Linked DNA regions of Mus musculus: regions 2 and 3 are each linked to region 1. Evidence: chromatin contacts called from public ChIA-PET and Hi-C data. All regions are on one chromosome and are shown on one strand. The core of a region is the stretch at or near the end of the contact, and the rest is flanking DNA. Distances in the headings are between cores, read along the strand shown.

Region 1 (2,784 bases), core at 119-2,618:
TTCCAAAGGGAAGGCAGTGCTAAGAATGGGCTGCTTGGGGCAAGGATGGTAAGCAGCTGCCCAAGGACAGACACAGGTGGACAGAGACCACAGGTGGACAGACACCGATCACAGGTGGACAGACACCAATCACAGGTGGACAGACATCACAGGTGGATAGACACAGGTGGACAGAGACCACAGGTGGATAGACACCAATCACAGGTGGACAGACACCAATCACAGGTGGATAGACATCACAGGTGGATAGACACCACAGGTGGCAGACAACACAGGTGGATAGACACCACAGGTGACAGACAACACAGGTGGACAGACATCACAGCTGGACAGACATCACAGGTGGATAGACACCACAGATAGACAGACACCACAGGTGGACAGACACCACAGGTGGATAGACACCACAGATAGACAGACATCACAGGTGGAGAGACACAGATGGACAGACACCACAGATAGACAGACACCACAGGTGGATAGACACCACAGACAGACATCACAGGTGGACAGACACCACAGATAGACAGACATCACAGGTGGACAGACACCATGGGTTAGGGTTCAACACTCAGTGCTTATGGCTGAGGTCAAGGCACAGAACTTCTTAAGACTTGATCAACATATATGCTGAACCTCATGAAGGTTTCAAACCAAGATAATAAGGTCAGACACAAGATGCTCAGCCTAAGCATCACTTTGATGTTGATCTAAACGCTAAAACTATTCTATCTGGATATTCCAGAGGTTGAAGCTGAGGGGTGGGTAAGAGCCTGTCTTTGTGTTTCCAGTGTAGACCAGAGCTGTACTGTGAGTAGAACCTTTTCTTGCCTTCTTTTTCTATTAGGCTCACACTAGTGGTCTAGGAAGCAGGGCCATCAATCAAGAGGCTGCTGAGTTGGTGGGCAAGGAAAAGCATTCACTCTTGGAAACACGGGAAACTAGGGTGGGCTTCGGGTGCAGAAAGATATTGTTAGTAAACGGTGTGAAAACAAACACAGGGCTAGGGAGTTGTTTAGTATCAAGTCTTCAAATCCCTCCCATAAACTATGGTAAATAATTTTGGGTTTATCCGGACTGTCTCCAAATTGAGGCAGGATTTGGGAAGAGTACCGATGATGTCTTGGTCGTTTCCAGAGGAAAGACCGTTTCACTTGCTTCTTACTATGTCTCAAGACATATTTCATGTATGTTTTATTTAGAATTTTATAATGCTAGAAACATGATAACAAAGGGATCTCTTAAGGAGAACCCTAACTCTCTTCAGAGAGTTAAGAACGGATTTGCACGATCTCATTTAAGGTCTATAATCTGCAGCGTGAAGCCATGACAGTAGCTGCAATTCCCCATACCACCACTAGCAGGCACTGAAGTGTTGAAATGCTGAAGTAGGGCTGGAGAACTAAAGATCTCTTTGTTTTAGCTCCTTTCACGCTTCAGGAGCCAATGCAGAAATGAAGAGGGACCTAATCCTGTCAACCAGAACAACTCACCCTTCAGGGCAGACATTAAGACAGGTGCAAAGTGGGGTGTTTTAACTCCTAACCCCAAGGGCTACAGTCAGCTCCTGAGCAGTCAGTTGGAAAGCGCAGCTTTCACTGGCTTTATTTGTTATGCTTATATTCTTTGTTCTTCTAGTTTCCCTTCCCGCAGGGAACAGGACTCCAAGCACAGAAGGATTCTCCTTCCTGTTCTCTGAGGAATTTCTTGCAAGAGGGGACAAAACACTTCATTCTATCCACAGTGCTTGGAGAGACAAAAGCCCCTGAGGGAGCTAAGGTTTCTAGCTAAAAGCCTCCCAGAGCTGTTCTACCAGTCTTCGCCTTTCCTCAACGATGTCCCTGAAGGTCCACTGTAATGTGCACACTCAAAGGATTCCTCTTCGTACACAGGAAGGGATGTAAATGGGAAAGGGCAGACTCAAGGACACAAGGACATCTTGAGCAAAGAGAAGGACAGAGTCAGAAATTGAGAGCTTCCTCGTGCTTCCCATCAATTGCTCTCCAAGTAGACCACTGATAGGGTTAACTCTAAGAATATCCCCCCAAAGGACAAGAAATGCCCAGAAGGGAGGTTTTTTTTTTCACCTACCTGGCAAGGTTCATGCCAAGACTATTATGATCACTGAAGGGGAACAAAGGCATAAAATAATGCTTTGCCAGGAAATCAAAGCAAGAGAAAAAGCCCTGCATAGCTATAATGAGGTATCAGGCCTCACTGTATTTCAAATTGAGGTTTCCAAAGTAGTTTTGTTCTCTTTTTAAAAGGGCTTAATTATACTGATGCTCTCAAAGAAGCACGTGACAATGGGTTTATTAGCATGTTTTCCAGAGAGCTGAGCTGGTATGAGTTAGAAACTAAACCAGTTTTATTCATATATTATATTATATCATATTCATATATGTGAATATATATTCATATATTATATCATATTCATATATATATGTGTGTGTATGTGTATATAAAATTTGGAGTTCTATTTTCAAACTCTGAAAGTGGGAGTATTCATATTTATAGATCCCCATGTCCACATAGAAATATGGAAATATGTAGCAAAGCTACCAATGTCTGCCTTTGGCTGCATTTCCAAGGAAGAATCATTCATGCACTGTACGAAGTACCTATAGCTGTTTTTTGATTCATAGAGAAGAAACTTAGAAAAATACAGAAATTTAAAACGGTATCAAGGCATGTATTTGTTGAGTTTTTTTCCTTAGATTTATGAAATGGTGCTTTTTCATGATAGCCTACTCCTCAGGGAACCCATGCAAAATAATGTTTAAT
Region 2 (2,784 bases), core at 152-2,651, 190 kb after region 1:
TGGGTGTATGGGAGGATCAAGAAGGGATGGCAAAGGAAGAAGAGAATGAGGAAGGAAATCAAGGAGAGACAACTAAAATTAAGAGCCATATGAAGAGTAGTATGGAAACCTAACACAATAGAAGCTTCCTCAAATATATACACGAAATATAGCTATGAAGGCAATCTAGACGAAATCACAAAATAATGAGGAAAACAAAGCCATAACTGGCCATCTCTTGTCACTCAATGAGGCTTCTACAACAGCATTAGGTTACATCTAATTGACTGATTGTCCTAAAGGGTCCCATGGGAAATCTCCAAACAACCAGGCTGTTGCCAACATTACAGGTTGTTCTCCACACACTTGATAACAAGGCCCCTTGCCAAAAACAATGCCTATACAACTTACTGAACATGGAGAGAAACAAACTACTCTATGGGAAGGCTGCAATCCCATCTGAAATGGCCAACAGAAGATTAACTCAATGGCACCATCTTTGCAGGTTCCGTGTCTCAAAGTGTCATGTCAGGGCTCTTCCTTTCTTATTTATTTATTTATTTATTTATTTATTTATTTTTAATTTTATCTGGTTGTTTTTAATTTTTATTTTATATATTTTTCTTTTATTTTTACCCTATAAGTCCCTGTTGTATATTTTATCACTTCTAGTTCAGGGTTTCAATGGGATTCCTGAGTGTGCAAATGACTGGGTCTCCCTTGAGCATTATCAGATGGCTTCCTCTGGCAGCTGATGGGAACCATGACTGCATTACCATCAACATCAGATGAGTGTTTTCTCTAACTCCACATCCTCCCCTACACATGAACAAAGTATAGAGAGTGAAAGGCTTTGAAGTTCTCAGTCCTGAATGGGATATCTTCATCAACCCTCTTTCCTCAGGGATCTATGTGGCAAGAGGAGGCATAATGTCTCTAACAGACAGAGAGGCTGGAAGGCATCAAGGAAAGAGGCCTTCCACCCACAACACATGAGCTCACAAAGTCTGGCAGAGTGCACATGCCCTGTAACAGGTTCAAGCCAAATAGCTTCTGGCATGGAGAGTGGAGATGTTGACACAACCTCCACCCCTAAGCAAGGAGCTATCTGCAACTGATGCTACTTCCAAAGGAAAAATCAGTCTTCTCCAGTGGAGTCTCGGTGTGTACATTACTGCACCTCAGGGCCGGCCCATGCCCAGGACAAGTTGGCCAACACAACATAAGCTCAATGGTATTTTGTAAAACTACTTGCTTTGTCTGGGTAGACTTAAGACTCCTTCAGGCACTCCCTCTTAGAACTAGACACTCTGGAGAGGACATGTGTAAATGACTGCTGGCAAACGACTGACCCCACATAAACCCTCACCCACAGACAGCTGCCATTTCCAGCCAGGCGAGCAAGTCTGCCAAGACATTCGGGCCTGCCAGGCTTGGTCTCAATCTCTGCCCTAAGTGGAAACTGGCCAGCAGTTCTCCAGAACCCTGAGGTATAATAAGTTGTATTCAACGTGACACAATTGAGATGACTTTTGTTTTCTCGTTGTTTTTAAGGAAACAGATTGCTAAATCATGACTATTTGTCTTACTTCCTACAATAGGCAATACATTTCCTGGAGAATGTTATGAGGAATGTTTTGAGAGCACTGTTTTTAAGTAGATGCCACCAGTACTTGCAGTTAATAAATTATGTCTATAAAAGGCTGAAGACAAAAGACTACAGTCACTCAAAACAGAAAAAAAAAAAAAAAAAAGGCAGCTAAGGACCAGAGAGCCAGATGTCAGGAAGAAGGGGTAAAGTTAGAAGACTACATTCACAAAGTACTGGAAATGAACAAAAGTGAGGTCAAAATGAATTCTGGGGCCAGTACACAGAATAAAGGAAAGCACTTGTTTAGAAAACCAGAGGATGCTACTTGAGACTGCGGGAGGTGCCCAGGAGTGGTTGTCCAACCAACAGAGGGCACGGACAATATGCATGGTGCGGGTGTGCGCTTTCGATCTCTCTCTCTTTCTCCACCCTCCCTCTCTCAAGTAAAAAAGTGAAAAGGGAAGGAATGGGAGAAAAGAAAAATATGGGATAAGAGGATTATTTGCCAATCAATGTCTTACTAAAAAGTAAAACCACTTTCAGGTAAATCTGTAATGGTAGTTTAAATAAATTTATCTCAAGCTAAAACCATCTGCCATGGTTTGAATGTTCTTATATTAAGTAAGTAAACAGTGTGGAATGCTGAGAACCTGAAGATCTGTTTGGGCAATCAGGGCTTTGCCATCATGAGCGGACTGCCTAGTATCAGAGGTTCACTATTGGAAAGCAGTTTCTGGTAAAATGTTGCATTTGCCACCTCAATCACTTGCTAATCTACCATGGGATGACTGACTCAGCAGTTTGGGATGACTGACTCAGCAGTATGGGATGAATGACTCAGCAGTATGGGATGACTGACTCGGCAGTATGGGATGACTGACTCAGCAGTATGGGATGAATGACTCGGCAGTATGGGATGACTGACTCAACATGACAGGATGATTCAGCACAAGTCCATCCTAAGACGCAGCAAATCTGCCTTGGACTTTCAAACCTCCAGAGCATGAACCATTTAGATTTATGGTCATTAAAATTCAGTTTTCTGTTGCAACATCACAAATGAAGTAAAACGAAGCATTTACGTGAAATTTTTCCATTCTTGGGTTTATGAAGTTATTATTACATGACTTTGATTCTTAGTGCTGTTTCAGAAAATCCACCTTATATAAAAGCTGCCTTTATAAATGGTCATGCAACAGTGCATGGCCTTCTGG
Region 3 (2,784 bases), core at 197-2,696, 130 kb after region 1:
GTGTTTTAGGACAGCAACTGGGAAGTAACTAAGATGAGTCTTTCAGCATCCTCTCTACCAAAAATCCCTTTTCCTTAAAGAGTTATCCTTTCTTGGTGCCCTAGACTTTCCTGCTTAGTATACTCTGGCAGTGTTCATGTTACCCAGGTTGAAACCTTTAAAGAAGCTTCACCTGAAGTGTCTGATGGCAAAGGGAGGGCAGAATGATCACTAGAAGGAGGCTCACAGAAGCGAGGGTGATGAGGCACGTTAGGTGAGAAGGTTAGCAGTTACATTTGCAGGCAGCAGCTGGAATGACCTAGCTCACACCACGTTCTGTGACAGGGCTCCTGAGGTGCCTGTCATCTCATTACACATACACACATACACAGTATGGAATTACTTTTCAAATACAGAAAGTGCAAGTGTAAATATGCCTATATGAAAGCATAAGGTCATCTACTGGTAACAGGATGATGCCCACAAGCTTGGAACTTTCACAAACAGAAACAGTAATTCTGAAAAAGATCAAACAACACCTTCTGCGTCCACAAACAGGGCTCAGAAACAGGCCTTATAGGGGATTTTATCTTAATTTAGTCTCTAGCCCTTATTTTAAATGGAGGTAACTTATTCATTTCTAATCTCAAATGGGAAGGGTTTTCTAAATTTTTATTTTAAGCTATTTTAAGTAAATTACTTTAAGCAGTTATTTAAATTGTTATTACACGTCTAGGCTCTGCTATCTATAGACAAACAGGCCCAGAATCATCAAGTTGGGTACATTTGTTACAATCTTTGTTTCTGAAGGTCATGGGCATGAGCTCAGTTCAGAGAATCTGGAGACTGGGACTCAATTGAACCATAGAACCATCTTCCAGCCCAACCTTGACTCACACTCACTGCACGCCCAGCTCTCCCTTGACCTCTCTCACTGCTCTCTGAACCCATAATTCTTTTATCCACTGTCAGCAAGAACCAGGCTGAAATTTAGAACTGAGTGGCCATGGATGGGGTCTGGGCAGAAAAGGTGCCCCATAACGCCACTACCTGCAGCTAGCAGGCAGGAAGGATCAAGTGCCTCTGTCAGACGTACTGGGAAAATGTTAAGTGACACACTGGCAGTGCGAACTTGGGTATCTCTCAGACACGGATATCTACATCAACAGGGCTCTGTGAGGAAGGAGTTACAAGAATCCAGACGATTCACACTGTCATATACTGAATGCTGCCAGCACGTGGAGCCAGGAAGCCAACTCAGAATCCTGAAATGGAGGCTATGATTCACCGGTCAATCCCTCTCTAGCTCTGCAGTCAATTCTTTGGCATCTTGTGGAGTTACAATGGCTACATTTTTAGGCAGCTTCACCAAACAATGATCTTTCCTTTCGTAAAGGTTAAGGGACAAAGAGCAACTTTTTATAGGTGTCAATGGACCAGTCAATCTCCTGTGCTCTCAACTCTGAACACATGCTCAGAGTCCAAAGCTAACACAGGACCTGGCCAACAGATCCGATCACACAGAAACAGCCTCGTGCCTTCGGTTCTGGTTCCATGCCAGAGACATTTCGGTACCTGTTCTCTGGATGTATGCTTTCTCTCTATTCCCTCTGCCCCAAATCTGTCCTTCTCCTCACAGTCGCATATTGTAAGCATCATTAGGATCAACTGCTGCTTTACTGGGTGTCCCTGTCTTTCAGAGCCTTTCCAAACATCATTTTGCTTTTCATAACATCCTTGGGGCAGGTATGTCTGACACAGACTAAGCTAAGTCAGCAGTCTCAAGGTCCACGAGAAGGCAGGTGGCTGCAGCCAGTAGAGTGTCTGTAGCCTGGATAGAGCCCAAATGCACAAGGGCATCAACTAGTCTGGTAGGGAATGGGACTTTCACATGGGTGGTGCCAACTGGCCTTAACTGTCAACTTCATACAGCCCAGTGTCATCTACAGGGAAACCCCAGAGTGAGGAGCTGTTGTTAACAGTTGGTTTATGGCTAGGTCTGAGAGGAATTCTTTTGTCTGACTGATATAGATGGATGCAGTCCACTGTAGCAGTGCCATTCCCCGGTAGGTGGTCTAGGGCTATAAAAGAACAGTAGCTCAGACTGCAAGTTGGCCAACAAGAGTCCTCCATGGCTTCTGCTCTAGGTTCTTGAGTTCCCGACGACTTCCCTCAGGGAGAGACTGATACCTGAGAGTGTTAAACTGAAATAAAACTTTTCCTCCCAGAAGTTCCTTTGTGTTTTATCACAGCAACAGAGACAGAGGCAAACTAGAACAGGAAGTAATTAGACTCCTATAACTGGAAGACGGCCAACAAAAAGGCCATAAAGTTGCCATTAAAAAGCAATGATGTGAAAAACAGGCCAGTCTTGGACTACAGAGGTATCTCTACTCTCCACTGAGTGACTTGGGCAACTACTGAGACTCCATGAAAAGCACGCCTTTAACACAATCCCAGGAGATGAGTCATCTATAAATGAGGCTGAGGGACACTGGGCAGAATCCCCCCAACTGTCAGAAGCCCTTGGCATTCTCAGGCTGCTAATGAGCCCTGCATCTATGTCAAGATGTAGGAACCTGTGCTGCGGAACCTTTCCTGCCCTTGTGTTCCCTTTCAGCTTATGAATTTGTGACACGTGACCTCAAAGACGCTACCTGGCCCTCATCTGTTCTTTCCATGGGCCACTCTGGTCTTCATGGGCCAAAAGAGAAGGCAGAAAAGAACATGATAAAACACTAGAGGAAACAATCTCATGATTCACTTATTCAAAGAAGGCCCCGTTCCATGTGTGGGCTCTGTTCA

The links. A called contact is a pair of places that touch in the nucleus more often than the background predicts. ChIA-PET counts read pairs in DNA pulled down with a chosen protein or histone mark.
Region 2: a contact with region 1 is called in a Hi-C map of liver, with 1.9 times the contacts expected there. The contact joins two enhancer-like sites. A contact is called at or near these places in 1 of 15 datasets of contacts at CTCF or cohesin (large pre-B cells), 3 of 484 Hi-C or Micro-C datasets (CD8 T cells, embryonic stem cells and liver) and 3 of 115 datasets of contacts at active chromatin or transcription factors (embryonic stem cells and large pre-B cells).
Region 3: a contact with region 1 is called in an H3K27ac ChIA-PET map of liver, with 5 times the contacts expected there. The contact joins two enhancer-like sites. A contact is called at or near these places in 5 of 39 promoter capture datasets (3T3-L1-derived adipocytes, embryonic stem cells, liver and 2 more), 2 of 15 datasets of contacts at CTCF or cohesin (CD8 T cells and the NIH/3T3 cell line), 17 of 484 Hi-C or Micro-C datasets (CD4 T cells, the G1E-ER4 cell line, bone marrow-derived dendritic cells and 11 more) and 7 of 115 datasets of contacts at active chromatin or transcription factors (CD8 T cells, bone marrow-derived dendritic cells, embryonic stem cells and 3 more).

The regions. Positions count from the first base shown.
Region 1 is chr17:64,872,580-64,875,363 of GRCm38.p6, reverse strand. No RefSeq gene overlaps it. Among named protein-coding and RNA genes, the nearest start is that of 4930583I09Rik, 38 kb to the right of the region's middle. Within about 2 kb of position 1,368, at least 31 of the 459 cell types and tissues checked have an H3K27ac peak or open chromatin away from gene starts, as enhancers often do. A contact at or near this core is called in liver, where this site is marked.
Region 2 is chr17:64,683,943-64,686,726 of GRCm38.p6, reverse strand. The region is part of intron 12 of Man2a1 (mannosidase 2, alpha 1); the gene reads right to left. Among named protein-coding and RNA genes, the nearest start is that of Dreh, 82 kb to the left of the region's middle. Within about 2 kb of position 1,401, at least 39 of the 459 cell types and tissues checked have an H3K27ac peak or open chromatin away from gene starts, as enhancers often do. A contact at or near this core is called in liver, where this site is marked.
Region 3 is chr17:64,742,458-64,745,241 of GRCm38.p6, reverse strand. The region is part of intron 20 of Man2a1 (mannosidase 2, alpha 1); the gene reads right to left. Among named protein-coding and RNA genes, the nearest start is that of Dreh, 23 kb to the left of the region's middle. Within about 2 kb of position 1,446, at least 27 of the 459 cell types and tissues checked have an H3K27ac peak or open chromatin away from gene starts, as enhancers often do. A contact at or near this core is called in liver, where this site is marked.